2 separate regions of the Mus musculus genome follow, and region 2 is linked to region 1. A link is a contact called in public Hi-C data. All regions are on one chromosome and are shown on one strand. The core of a region is the stretch at or near the end of the contact, and the rest is flanking DNA. Distances in the headings are between cores, read along the strand shown.

Region 1 (6,188 bases), core at 2,712-5,211:
TATTTATATCAATTGGGTTTTGTGTTCTTGGAGCTGCCACCATTTTTGGGGGTGGAGATTTACTGCTATAAATCTGGTTGGTATGTTACAAGTCTCGAGTGTTATCATTTCACGGGGCTAAGGAGATCTGAGCAGGCAGCATCTGGCTTTCTGCAGGCTAGCCACAGGGGAATGGATGGCCTGGGAAGTGTGAGCAGCTTGGCAGCAAGCTGGCAGGCGGGAATCCAACGGGAACTAGGGCAAGACCACCGACTTAGCCAGACTTAGCGAGGTTTGATTTTTTTTTTAAACTACATGCTATAATACATGCATAGCCAAACGTATTCCTTCCTTGGTCTTCAAGTAAGAAACCCTACTGAAATGTGAGAAATCCTTAAAATGTTTCCTTTTTTATTACTAAAAGGGTTTTTAAAATAGGTTTTAAAGGTCTGGAGCTTAAAGATCTACTCAAGCAGTTAAGAGGAATATGGGCTTTCCCAGAGGATCCCAGTTCAATCCCCAGCACCCATGTGGCACCTCGCAACTGTCTGTAACTCTAGTCTCAGGGGATCTGACACCCTCTTCTGGCCTTCTTGGGCACCAGTTACACACATGTGTGTATATATGCAGGCAAAACACTCATACACATGAAAATACACAAGTTTTTTTAAAAAAAGATTTTATGTAGAAACTTCTTTTTTTAATTTTTTAATTAGGTATTTTTCTCATTTACATTTCCAATGCTATCCCAAAAGTCCCCCATACCCCCCCCCCAACTCCCCTACCCACCCACTCCCACTTCTTGGCCCTGGCGTTCCCCTGTACTGAGGCATATAAAGTTTGCACGACCAATGGGCCTCTCTTTCCAATGATGGCCGACTAGGCCATCTTCTGCTACATATGCAGCTAGAGACACGAGCTCCGGGGGGTACTGGTTAGTTCTTATTGTTGTTCCACCTATAGGGTTGCAGATCCCTTTAGCTCCTTGGGTACTTTCTCTAGCTCCTCCATTGGGGGCCCTGTGATCCATCCAATAGCTGACTATGAGCATCCACTTCTGTGTTTGCTAGGCCCTGGCATAGCCTCGCAAGAGACAGCTATATCTGGGTCCTTTCAGCAAAATCTTGCTAGTGTATGCAATGGTGTCAGCGTTTGGGGGCTGATTATGGGATTGATCCCCGGGTATGGCAGTCTCTAGATGGTCCATCCTTTTGTCTCAGCTCCGAACTTTATAACTCCTCCCATGGGTATTTTGTTCCCAATTCTAAGAAGGGCAAAGTGCCCACATTTTGGTCTTCGTTCTTCTTGGGTTTCATGTGTTTTGCAGATTGTATCTTGTATCTTGGGTATTCTAAGTTTCTGGGCTAATATCCACTTATCAGTGAGTACATATCTGTACTCTCTCCTCCCCCAGGTCAATCCATTTGCCTAGGAATTTCATAAAATTCCTGAGTAGTAGTCCATTGTGTAAATGTACCACATTTTCTGTATCCATTCCTCTGTTGAGGGGCATCTGGGTTCTGGCTATTATAAATAAGGCTGCTATGAACATTGTGGAGCATGTGTCTTTCTTACCAGTTGGAACATCTTCTGGATATATGCCCAGGAGAGGTATTGCGGGATCCTCTGGTACTACTATGTCCAATTTTCTGAGGAGCCACCAGACTGATTTCCAGAGTGGTTGTACAAGCTTGCAATCCCACCAACAATGGAGGAGTGTCCCTCTTTCTCCATATCCTCGCCAGCATTTGCTGTCACCTGAATTTTTGATCTTAGCCATTCTGACTGGTGTGAGAGGGAATCTCAGGGTTGTTTTGATTTGCATTTCCCTGATGATTAAGGATGCTGAACATTTTTTCAGGTGCTTCTCAGGTGAGAATTCTTTGTTTAGCTCTGAGCCCCATTTTTAATGGGGTTATCTGATTTTCTGGAGTCCACCTTCTTCAGTTCTTTATATATATATTGGATATTAGTCCCCTATCTGATTTAGGATAGGTAAAGACCCTTTCCCAGTCTGTTGGTGGCCTTTTTGTCTTATTGACAGTGTCCTTTGCCTTACAGAAGCTTTGCAATTTTATGAGGTCCCATTTGTCAATTCTCGATCTTACAGCACAAGCCATTGCTGTTCTATTCAGGAATTTTTCCCCTGTGCCCATATCATCGAGGCTTTTCCCCACTTTCTCCTCTATAAGTTTCACTGTCTCTGGTTTTATGTGGAGTTCCTTGATCCACTTAGATTTGACCTTAGTACAAGGAGATAAGAATGAATCAATTCGCATTCTTCTACATGTTAACCACCAGTTGTGCCAACACCATTTGTTGAAAATGCTGTCTTTTTTCCACTGGATGGTTTTAGCTCCCTTGTCAAAGATCAAGTGACCATAGGTGTGTGGGTTCATTTCTGGGTCTTCAATTCTATTCCACTGGTCTACTTGTGTGTCGCTATACTGGTACCATGCAGTTTTTATCATAATTGCTCTGTAATAAAGCTTTAGGTCAGGCATGGTGATTCCACCAGAGGTTCTTTTATCCTTGAGAAGAGTTTTTGCTATCCTAGGTTTTTTGTTATTCCAGATGAATTTGCAGATTGCTCTTTCTAATTCATTGAAGAATTGAGTTGGAATTTTGATGGGGATTGCATTGAATCTGTAGATTGCTTTTGGCAAGATAGCCATTTTTACTATATTGATCCTGCCAATCCATAAGCATGGGAGATCTTTCCATCTTCTGAGATCTTCTTTAATTTCTTTCTTCAGAGAATTGAAGTTCTTACTATACAGATCTTTCACTTCCTTAGTTAGAGTCACGCCAAGGTATTTTATATTATTTGTGACTATTGAGAAGGGTGTTGTATCCCTAATTTATTTCTCAGCCTGTTTATTCTTTGTGTAGAGAAAGGCCATTGACTTGTTTGAGTTAATTTTATATCCAGCTACTTCACCGAAGCTGTTTATCTGGTTTAGGAGTTCTCTGGTGGAATTTTTAGGGTCACTTATATATACTATCATATCATCTGCAAAAAGTGATATTTTGACTTCTTCCTTTCCAATTTGTATCCCCTTGATCTCCTTTTGTTGTCAGATTGCTCTGGCTAGGACTTCAAGTACAATGTTGAATAGGTAGGGAGAAAGTGGGCAGCCTTGTCTAGTCCCTGATTTTAGTGGGATTGCTTCCAGCTTCTCACCATTTAGAAACTTCTTTGTAGAGGATGGACATTATGGTACACACCTATAGCCTGCATACTTTGGAAGCTGAAATAGAAGTTCTACTATGAATTGGGATCAATCACTCTGGTCTATGCAACAAGTTCAAGCCAAGTGGGGCTACATAGCCAGACTCTGAAAAACACAAAGAATGGGGAATATTTAGGAAAATTTTTAGAATGGTTTAATTTTTATAAAAGAAAGATCATTAAATGAAAGTAATGCTATCCAGTGCTGCATGCTTTTTTTTTTTCCCAACCTGTCAACAAGCGATAATCTGTCACTATCTTTGACACTTAAGAAGGGCAAGATGAAGTCCAAGTTCATGTAGTAGCTCTGCAGATGTGCCCAGTGAACGGGTCCTCGCCACAGCCACCAGCGTCAGACAGACCTGCCTCCTCGAAGCAGGATGGGCTGTGCTTCTTATTATCATCATTGCAGAAGGCAGTGAATGGGCCTTTGCCTCAGCCACCAGCGTCAGCCCGACAGATCTGCTTCCGTTAAGGATCTGCATCCCGGAAGAAGCACAGCATGGGCTGCGCTTCTCCTCGTCATGGCGACCGGCAGATTTCTCACCACCTTCGTCGCCATCACAACTTCAAAATGGTCCTACTCCGCAGCACCAGATTCACATCCAAAACATCTTGAGTTGACTCTGACATGCATACATGCATGATCGATTTTAGAAATTGACATATTTTTTATAATCTGATACGTCTGGGCTGTGACTCATCGGCTTTCATTTCACACGCACTGCTTTGGGAGTCCGCGTGAGCGGTAGCAGCTCGGCTGCAGCTGTTAAAACTTTACAACTACACTTCTTATGGTGCTTTGTTTGAACGGATGGTGGCAATGTTACTGTTTTTATATTTAAAGAACAACCTAGTAATTTTTATATTTCATTATTTCATCTTCTAATTTTAGAAATTACTCTCAGCTTCTGCTGTTACCCTGGTCTTTTAGTAGCTTTTCGTTGAGCATTTTCAAGTTTGACCTGACTGGAGGAAGACAGTTTGAGTGCTTAAAGCACAAAGCATCAGAGGAAAAGGAGAAAGCTAAGAGGAGGGGGGTAGGTAGAGAAGAGAAGGGGGAAGAGGAGGAAGTGGGGAGGGCAGGAAGAAGAGGAGGAGGGGAAGGAGGGGGGAGGGAAGAAGGAGGAGGAGGAGGAAGAAGAAGAGAAACCTTGATAAAAACGGATTACTGAGCTCTGATCTTGGATAAAACTGGATTACCAGTGGCTGAACTTTGTACCCTGCACTGTCCCACACTAAGCTACTTGGCAAGCACCCAGCATCTCAGTTGCTAAAAGACTGAGAGTGTGCCACCTCAGTCCTGTCCCCTTCTAGCCCCCAGTGTCTCATTTTGATACCTGCAATAATGACCCACACTAGTCTCACCTTAAACTCATTCCAACAAAGGGCTATGATGTCCACTCTGCTTAAAGTATTCCTGGTGTTACATAGTAGAAAGTGCTGGTTTCACAGATTGCTGTCTGCTCTAGTTTTCTTTATGTTGTTGTGATTAAAAACACACTGACCAAAAGCAACTTGGGAGAGTAAAAGGTTTGTTTCATTTTAGGGGTTACAGTCCATCACTGAGAAAGTCAGGGCAGGAACTTGAGCAAGACTTTGAGGTAAAAACCATCAGGTGATGCTATTTGCTGGCTTGCTGGACATACGTTTAGCTAGAGTTCTTTCTTTTTTAACAAGAAATATTTTCGTGCAATGTGTTTCTCCTCTGACTCCTCTCAGATCCTCCATATCTCCTTTCCCACCCAACGTAAATGCTTTTTCCCTCCCTCTCTCTTTCAAAAGAACCAAAAGCAAAGCAAACAAAATCCTCAAAAATGAAAATCAAAACAAACAAGCAAAGGACCAAAAAGATGGAAAAAAAAAAAAGCCAAAACAAAAAGTCAACAAAAAATATCTATTGACTTTGTTTTGTCAACTACTCCCGGGCATGGGTCTATCCTGGAGTGTGGTTGAGATACTTACTCAGTGGAATTCCACTGGAGAAAAACTGAGGGTTTTTTTTCCCTTTGCCAGTGGGTATCAGCTGCAAAGAGGTTCTTGGCTAGGGGTGGGACCCTAGATCTCCTTTCCTGTCTCATGCTGTGATTCCATTAGCTATCTCTCTTATATAGTCCAGAACTGCCTGTCTGTGGAATGGTGTTACCCACAGCGGCCTGGGTCATCCTGTTAGACATGCCCAAAGACCAACATGATAAAGACAATTACTCAATTGAGATTTTTTTTTCCAGGTAATTGTAGGCTGCCAAGTTGACGATTAATTCTAACTAGGACACTAACCGTTGTGTGTGTGTGTGTGTGTGTGTGTGTGTGTGTGTGTGTGAAATCCTCTCCTCTCCAGACAGCTTAGTCTTTATCATCTCTTGAACTCTCCTTAGGCTTTGCAGACAGGCCCATGCTTTAAGTATATATAAGTTTTGGCTAACACAAGGTTCTGCTGATCTCTGCTCACTTTCCATTCAATTAATGGTAATATGTTCTGGGCATCATAAGCCATGCGGACCCACGCAGCCCTGCAAAGAGGTGTCGGAGCCTTAGACCCAGGACGGCGGTGCTTGGTCAGTGTTAGGTCTTCCCCACCTGACTTGTCATTAGTGAACAATGATAAACAGCCCCATGACACCCAGCTCTGTAGACTTCCCGTGGCCTCCTGGATGAACGTGGGGCATTATCACCTAGCTCAGAAAAATAACCTTACTGATGACTGACTATATTTCCACACATCTCTAGCTGGAGTACACAGAAATGGCACCTGAACTGCCAGGTGTTTCCTCTAAGCATGTCCCAGGGGCATCGTAAACTCCTACGCTGATCCTTCAGTCTCCTTTCCCAAGGGACCGACACCCACTGAACAGCAGTGAACTCAAACAGCTTCTCCCTTTGTCTTCGCTGTTTGTTACTGTGATAAAAACTGTGACCAAAAACAACTGTGAAGGGTTCGACGTACGCGACCCAATTACTGTTCATTACTGTGGGA
Region 2 (5,408 bases), core at 1,031-3,530, 250 kb before region 1:
AAGTATTCCAGTAGGTGAATAATAGGGAGATAGACATTAATGGGTGAAGGCTCTGAATGGTAAAATTCCAATTATTCTCATATTGATCTAAGACTCAATCTACTCCCAGCCAAAGTACCAGTAGGCACTATTGATCTAAAAACTGAGGAACTCGTCATAAGACTTATACGATAATACAAAAGATCTGCAATAGTCACATGGATTTGGGAAAGAAAGGGAGCAGTGGTTCTTTATAAAAGTTAATATAAAAATAGTTCTGGGGCTGGAGAGATGGCTCAGAGGTTAAGAGCACTGATGCACTTCCAGAGGTCCTGAGTTCAATTCCCAGCAACCACATGGTGGCTCACAACCATCTGTAATGAGATCTGATGCCCTCTTCTGGCATGCAATCATATATGCGGGCGGAATATTGTAAAATAAATAAATAAATAAATAAATAAATAATAGTTCTGACAGTCATAGTTGCAAAACTAAGGAGAAAACACCTAGCAATGAGCAAGTGCTTTGTGCATCTAAAAGGTTAACTGGTACTGAGATGACTCAAATTGTCGTCTGGGAGACATGGTCACAAGAAACCACTCTGACACCCTTGCCCTAGTCTATGCCTCTGGCACAGGGTATGACCTAGTCTATCCTTACACCTCTATAATGTATAGCAAGATGAAGTATAGCATGGAAACAAGGGGAAGGGGGCAGAGCGTGTGAGGACCCCTCCCTGATGGGACCAGTGGCCCCTCCTTCCTTCTGCTGTTCCTGTTTCCTCACTTCTGGGCTAGGGTGGTTTCTCTACTTAACCCTCCATCTTCAACTCCTAGGTGAAGGGCCTTGGCTTGGCTGATTCCCAAATCAGAAAATAGCTTCCAGGGGCTGCGGTTCCCATTTACCAGATTTTTAGTTGTAAAATCCTTAATTACTAGGATCTTAATAAAGCCTGTGTTATCTTGTAGGTACTTTATATTTCACTTGTCTTTACAAACAACTTTGACGTTTCCAGTGTTTATAGATCAGTTGGTTGACACTGAAACAGGCGAACAGTTTTGCCTAAAGGCAAGTCAATTGAGCGAGCTTAGGAACCGACTCTGGTTTCTCACTGTTTTAACCGTTTAATTAACACTACAGAGAAACAACTCCACCATCATCACCATCTGCCACAACTTTCTTGTTCTTATCCCTCCTCTTCTTCCCCATTCTCCTTGTCCTCTTCCTCCTTCTTCTTACCATGTCGGCTCTTAGTGAATACTATTAAGTCATTAATATTTGACAAAAGTGTATTTAATTGAGTTACTCTGTTGTTCTGTGTCTGCTAGAAGGAGTTCAAAATGTAGTGTGAAGACAGAAAGGAGCAGATTCTAACAGGTATCTCCATGCAGAAGGTGACAGTGGAAGAGACGAGCAGCCACCAAAGCAGCTTCTCAGACTGTGGGCACAGGCGACCTGTAGGGTCAGGTGAGAGCAGTAAGATGCCATGGGAGAGCTGATGCCGGTCAGCTGCTTACGGAGCAAAAGAGAAGGTGGCTGATGAAGCAGCCTAGCCACAGCTGTGGCCCCAGGAAAGGACGTGATTGTGTCCAGGACTGTTTGCCATTTCATACAACCTGTAGGTGAAGCTCGAGTGAGAAGCAGCGACTGCAGAGTTAAAGATGGCAAGTCACAAGAGTCCTTGGTGCTTGCTTAAGGGGCTTAAATTTTCTCCTCAGGCAAAGGCAAGGCAGGCAGGGAGTTTAAGCTTCTTAAGGAAAGGGACTTCAATGTGCCAGTGTTTTGGAAAGATCACATAAACGGGATTACAGAGAAGAGAGAGCTAAGCTGCTGTTGCTATAACAGAGGCCTGGGAAGCAGAAAGCCTTACCCAGAGGAGGCAAAGAGGAGGAGGAGGAGGGCTGGGCTGACATCCCTGGCTCATTTCCATCAGTCAAAAAGAGATTTCTTTCTCTCAGTTCACTTTATTGGCGTAAGGAAAAGGAAGGAGTGGTACCCCGGGGCTTTCAGACTTGGACCTAAGCGGATGCCACTGGTGTTTTGTGAGCAGAGAGTGCCCGAATGGCAGGCAGATGCCCATCCAAGCCCTCTGCGTGCCTAACAACAAAACTAGAGACTGATCAACAGGTGTCCAAGCATGAGCACAGATGTGATTGCATTGTTCTTTGACTTGAGTAGCTATACTTCCATTTAGTCTTTTGACTACACTGTGATTGCCTGATTAGTAACTGCTGATACACAGCTTCAGAAACTATGACACTGGCCGGATGATACGTCACCCTTTAACAAAAGCCATCTTTATTGGCCACATGAAAGCTACTGTTTTTCAAAGAATAGAAACAGATACATGTGCATAAAGTCTTGCCTTCCTCCCTGCCCTTTCCTGTCCTTAGTCTTTTGTCTTTTTCTTTTCTCCCCTTCCCTTCCTCCATTTCTCCATTTTTCTTGCCTTGTGCTCTTGTCTCCTCCCCTTTATCTTCCTCCTCCACACCATTATTGATCCAGGAGAAACTCGCTCTCCACCTGAGCTGACTCCACGACTGAGTATCCTGTGAGCACCGGGAGCTCTCAGACCTGGAACGAGACAGACTTTGCTATTGAGCTTAGCAGTCTCATGGAAAGTCCCATCGAATACCCCTTTCACCACCTCCTGCTCATCGCATGACCCACACTTCACCTTCTGTGGCCTGGATTGATTACATTCTCTTCCCAGCTGGCATGTAGAGATCACCTCATGGAAAGAAGTTTAAAAATAATTGTACGTTCATTGGACATGGCAGCGTCCTGGTGGGAAAGGACATAGGCAAGAACAGAGATACTCGTTTCTACTGGTAAGAAAGTGCTTTAGGTACCAAACAAAGCCAGAGGAAGACCAAGGTTGATAGAGATCTCTGACTTTGAGTAAGATGACATTCTTTAGTTGACAATGAAGCAGTTTGAGTGTGACCCTTTGGAGGATTTTTAGTGGCTGCTCTGCTATAATCAGCACAGGCTGTTGGAGAGAACCTGCCATACATTCACATTGTGAGTTTTATTGACTTGCTTTGAGAATTCGAAATTACTTCCTTTACTAGTCTTCAACGTCCTGACCGATCAATTTAGTAAGACTAGCTAGTAATTCACTAGAGCTTCTGGGAATTTGCATAGGTAACTTTGGTGAAACATTTCCCAATATAAATTTATTTTATTATTACCGCTTATTATCATGGACAATAATCTCAGTTTCAAAGGATATTTGATACATGAATGTTTATAAAAGCATGATACAAGAGAAAGTAATTTGTGGTGAAAGATGTTTTTGCAAAACCTTCTGGGATCTCTAAATTTCCATAAACAGGGAGCATTGTTAAGCTTGAGAGAGGATATTATCACTTACTACACAGTTATTTTCCACTCTATTCTTGGGAAACGAGTATCACGTAGATAGTTGGCAATGTGGTCAGAACAGAAAGTTGCACACAGTTCATATATATATATGTATGAACATATATCACAAATCACTCTCTTCTTTCTGGTGGACTTTACAGCAGATTAAATGGTATTAGGCCTCAGTTTGAGTACACAGAGGTCTGAAAATCTGTTCTTCTTTGAAATATGGTTTTATTAGAATGCAACTATTTTAATTTTTGTATATTTTTTATTGATACATGTATGTGTGTGCATGTGTGAGTTTATGTGCACCATGTGGATTCAGGAGGGAGCTCACAGAGAAAAGGGTATCAGATCTTGGAGCTGGAGTTACAGACAGTTATGCACATGTCTGTGTACCATGTATGTATGTCTATACATTTACACATGAATGCACACACACACACACACACACACACACACACACCAGGTACTACAAACCAAACTCAGGTCCTCTGCAAGAGCAGTACATGCTCTTAGCCACTGAACCATCTTTCTAGCTCTGTAAAAACAGGTTCTTTCTTCTAGCATACACTCAATTCCTGTAGTCTCCCCTCCCCCAGCCTGAAACCTGCTTGCTCGGGGTGGAGCTTCCTGCTCATTCGTTCTGCCACGCCCACTGCTGGAACCTGCGGAGCCACACACGTGCACCTTTCTACTGGACCTGAGATTATTTGGCGGGAATCGGGTCCCCTCCCCCTTCCTTCATAACTAGTGTCGCAACAATAAAATTTGAGCCTTGATCAGAGTAACTGTCTTGGCTACATTCCTTTCTCTCACCACCTAGCCCCTCTTCTCTTCCAGGTTTCCAAAATGCCTTTCCAGGCTAGAACCCAGGTTGTGGTCTGCTGGCCGGACACAACAAATTCCTAACAGCAATATTGCTTAATTTTATTCTAGCTTCTGTACATCTACAAGGATAAAGATATGTATATAAATTTATGTAAATCAAGGTCATTGGAAATCACGATCTTTTTATATTTTTAGTATCAGATGGCTGCTGAAGCCATGGTCTGGCAGTATATTTGGATACCTTTCAAGTTTTGGGGCTTTGTTAAAAAGGATTATTTAAACAAACAAACCCAACATTTTTGAATGAATTCAGTATAACCTAGAGCTTTGCCTCCAGGCAGGAAAGTCTGACTCACTGGGGATAATTGCAAACCTGTGCACACAATCCATGTAACTAGACTAAATATGAACGGAATCAATATTAAGACATTTCCTCTCAATAATGATAACTGGATCTTAGAAGCATTTCAGCAATAAATAGCCATGGTTTAATTTCTTTAAAAAATATATGTGGCGAATCCACACCCCTATGAGACATAATAAATGACTTAATGTTCAACTCACTAGAGAGATTAATGTCCATCTAGTTTAGCAAATAGAATACACACACACACACACACACACACACACACACACACACAAAGAGAGTACGTTGGCTGATGCCTTTGGTCATTCAGATGATGGTTAACCTTGCAGACTCCTAGAGAGAGTTGGGTACACATAGGGGTTATCCCAATACGGTCTGTAAAAAGCCCAAAGGGAAAGAAACTTCTAGATCATACTGCCAACTCCCAACTAGCAAGTCTCATTTGAGAACAGGGGGGTAATTGTTCTGATATTGCAGAGAGCCACATGGGAACAAAGTTCACAGTGAAGAATATGGGCAATAAAAACAGTTGGTGTTAGGGTACGAGGACAGGGGTGGGGGTGTGAATCTCGGGTTTATACTTAGAATTTATTTAATGCTATTTGTATTTTAAAAGTCTTGCTTCATGTGTAAATGCTTACACATGAAGAAGCTTTAGTTATGTGAATGTCAACTAATATTTATTTTGTACCAGTTGTGCATTGCTTTCAGTCATGTCTACATAAGCTTTGTGGTAGGAGTATACATTGTGGATTCCTTGGGACCACAGACACCAAAAACGAAGGTGAAAGTTATATTTTAATCATGAGATCAAACTATTAAAATTACTCAAAAAATCATATAGTGAATTTTAGAATTTCTG

What was found. Hi-C and Micro-C count contacts between places; a contact is called where the count stands out from the background.
Region 2: a Hi-C map of regulatory T cells shows a contact between it and region 1, with 1.5 times the contacts expected there. The contact joins two enhancer-like sites. A contact is called at or near these places in 1 of 15 datasets of contacts at CTCF or cohesin (large pre-B cells), 9 of 484 Hi-C or Micro-C datasets (B cells, CD4 T cells, bone marrow-derived macrophages and 5 more), 7 of 115 datasets of contacts at active chromatin or transcription factors (differentiating embryonic stem cells, embryonic stem cells, kidney and 3 more) and 1 of 9 other capture datasets (embryonic stem cells).

The regions. Positions count from the first base shown.
Region 1 is chr10:21,468,429-21,474,616 of GRCm38.p6, reverse strand. No RefSeq gene overlaps it. Among named protein-coding and RNA genes, the nearest start is that of Aldh8a1, 94 kb to the right of the region's middle. Within about 2 kb of position 3,961, at least 34 of the 459 cell types and tissues checked have an H3K27ac peak or open chromatin away from gene starts, as enhancers often do. A contact at or near this core is called in regulatory T cells, where this site is marked.
Region 2 is chr10:21,714,728-21,720,135 of GRCm38.p6, reverse strand. No RefSeq gene overlaps it. Among named protein-coding and RNA genes, the nearest start is that of Gm5420, 27 kb to the right of the region's middle. Within about 2 kb of position 2,280, at least 4 of the 459 cell types and tissues checked have an H3K27ac peak or open chromatin away from gene starts, as enhancers often do. A contact at or near this core is called in regulatory T cells, where this site is marked.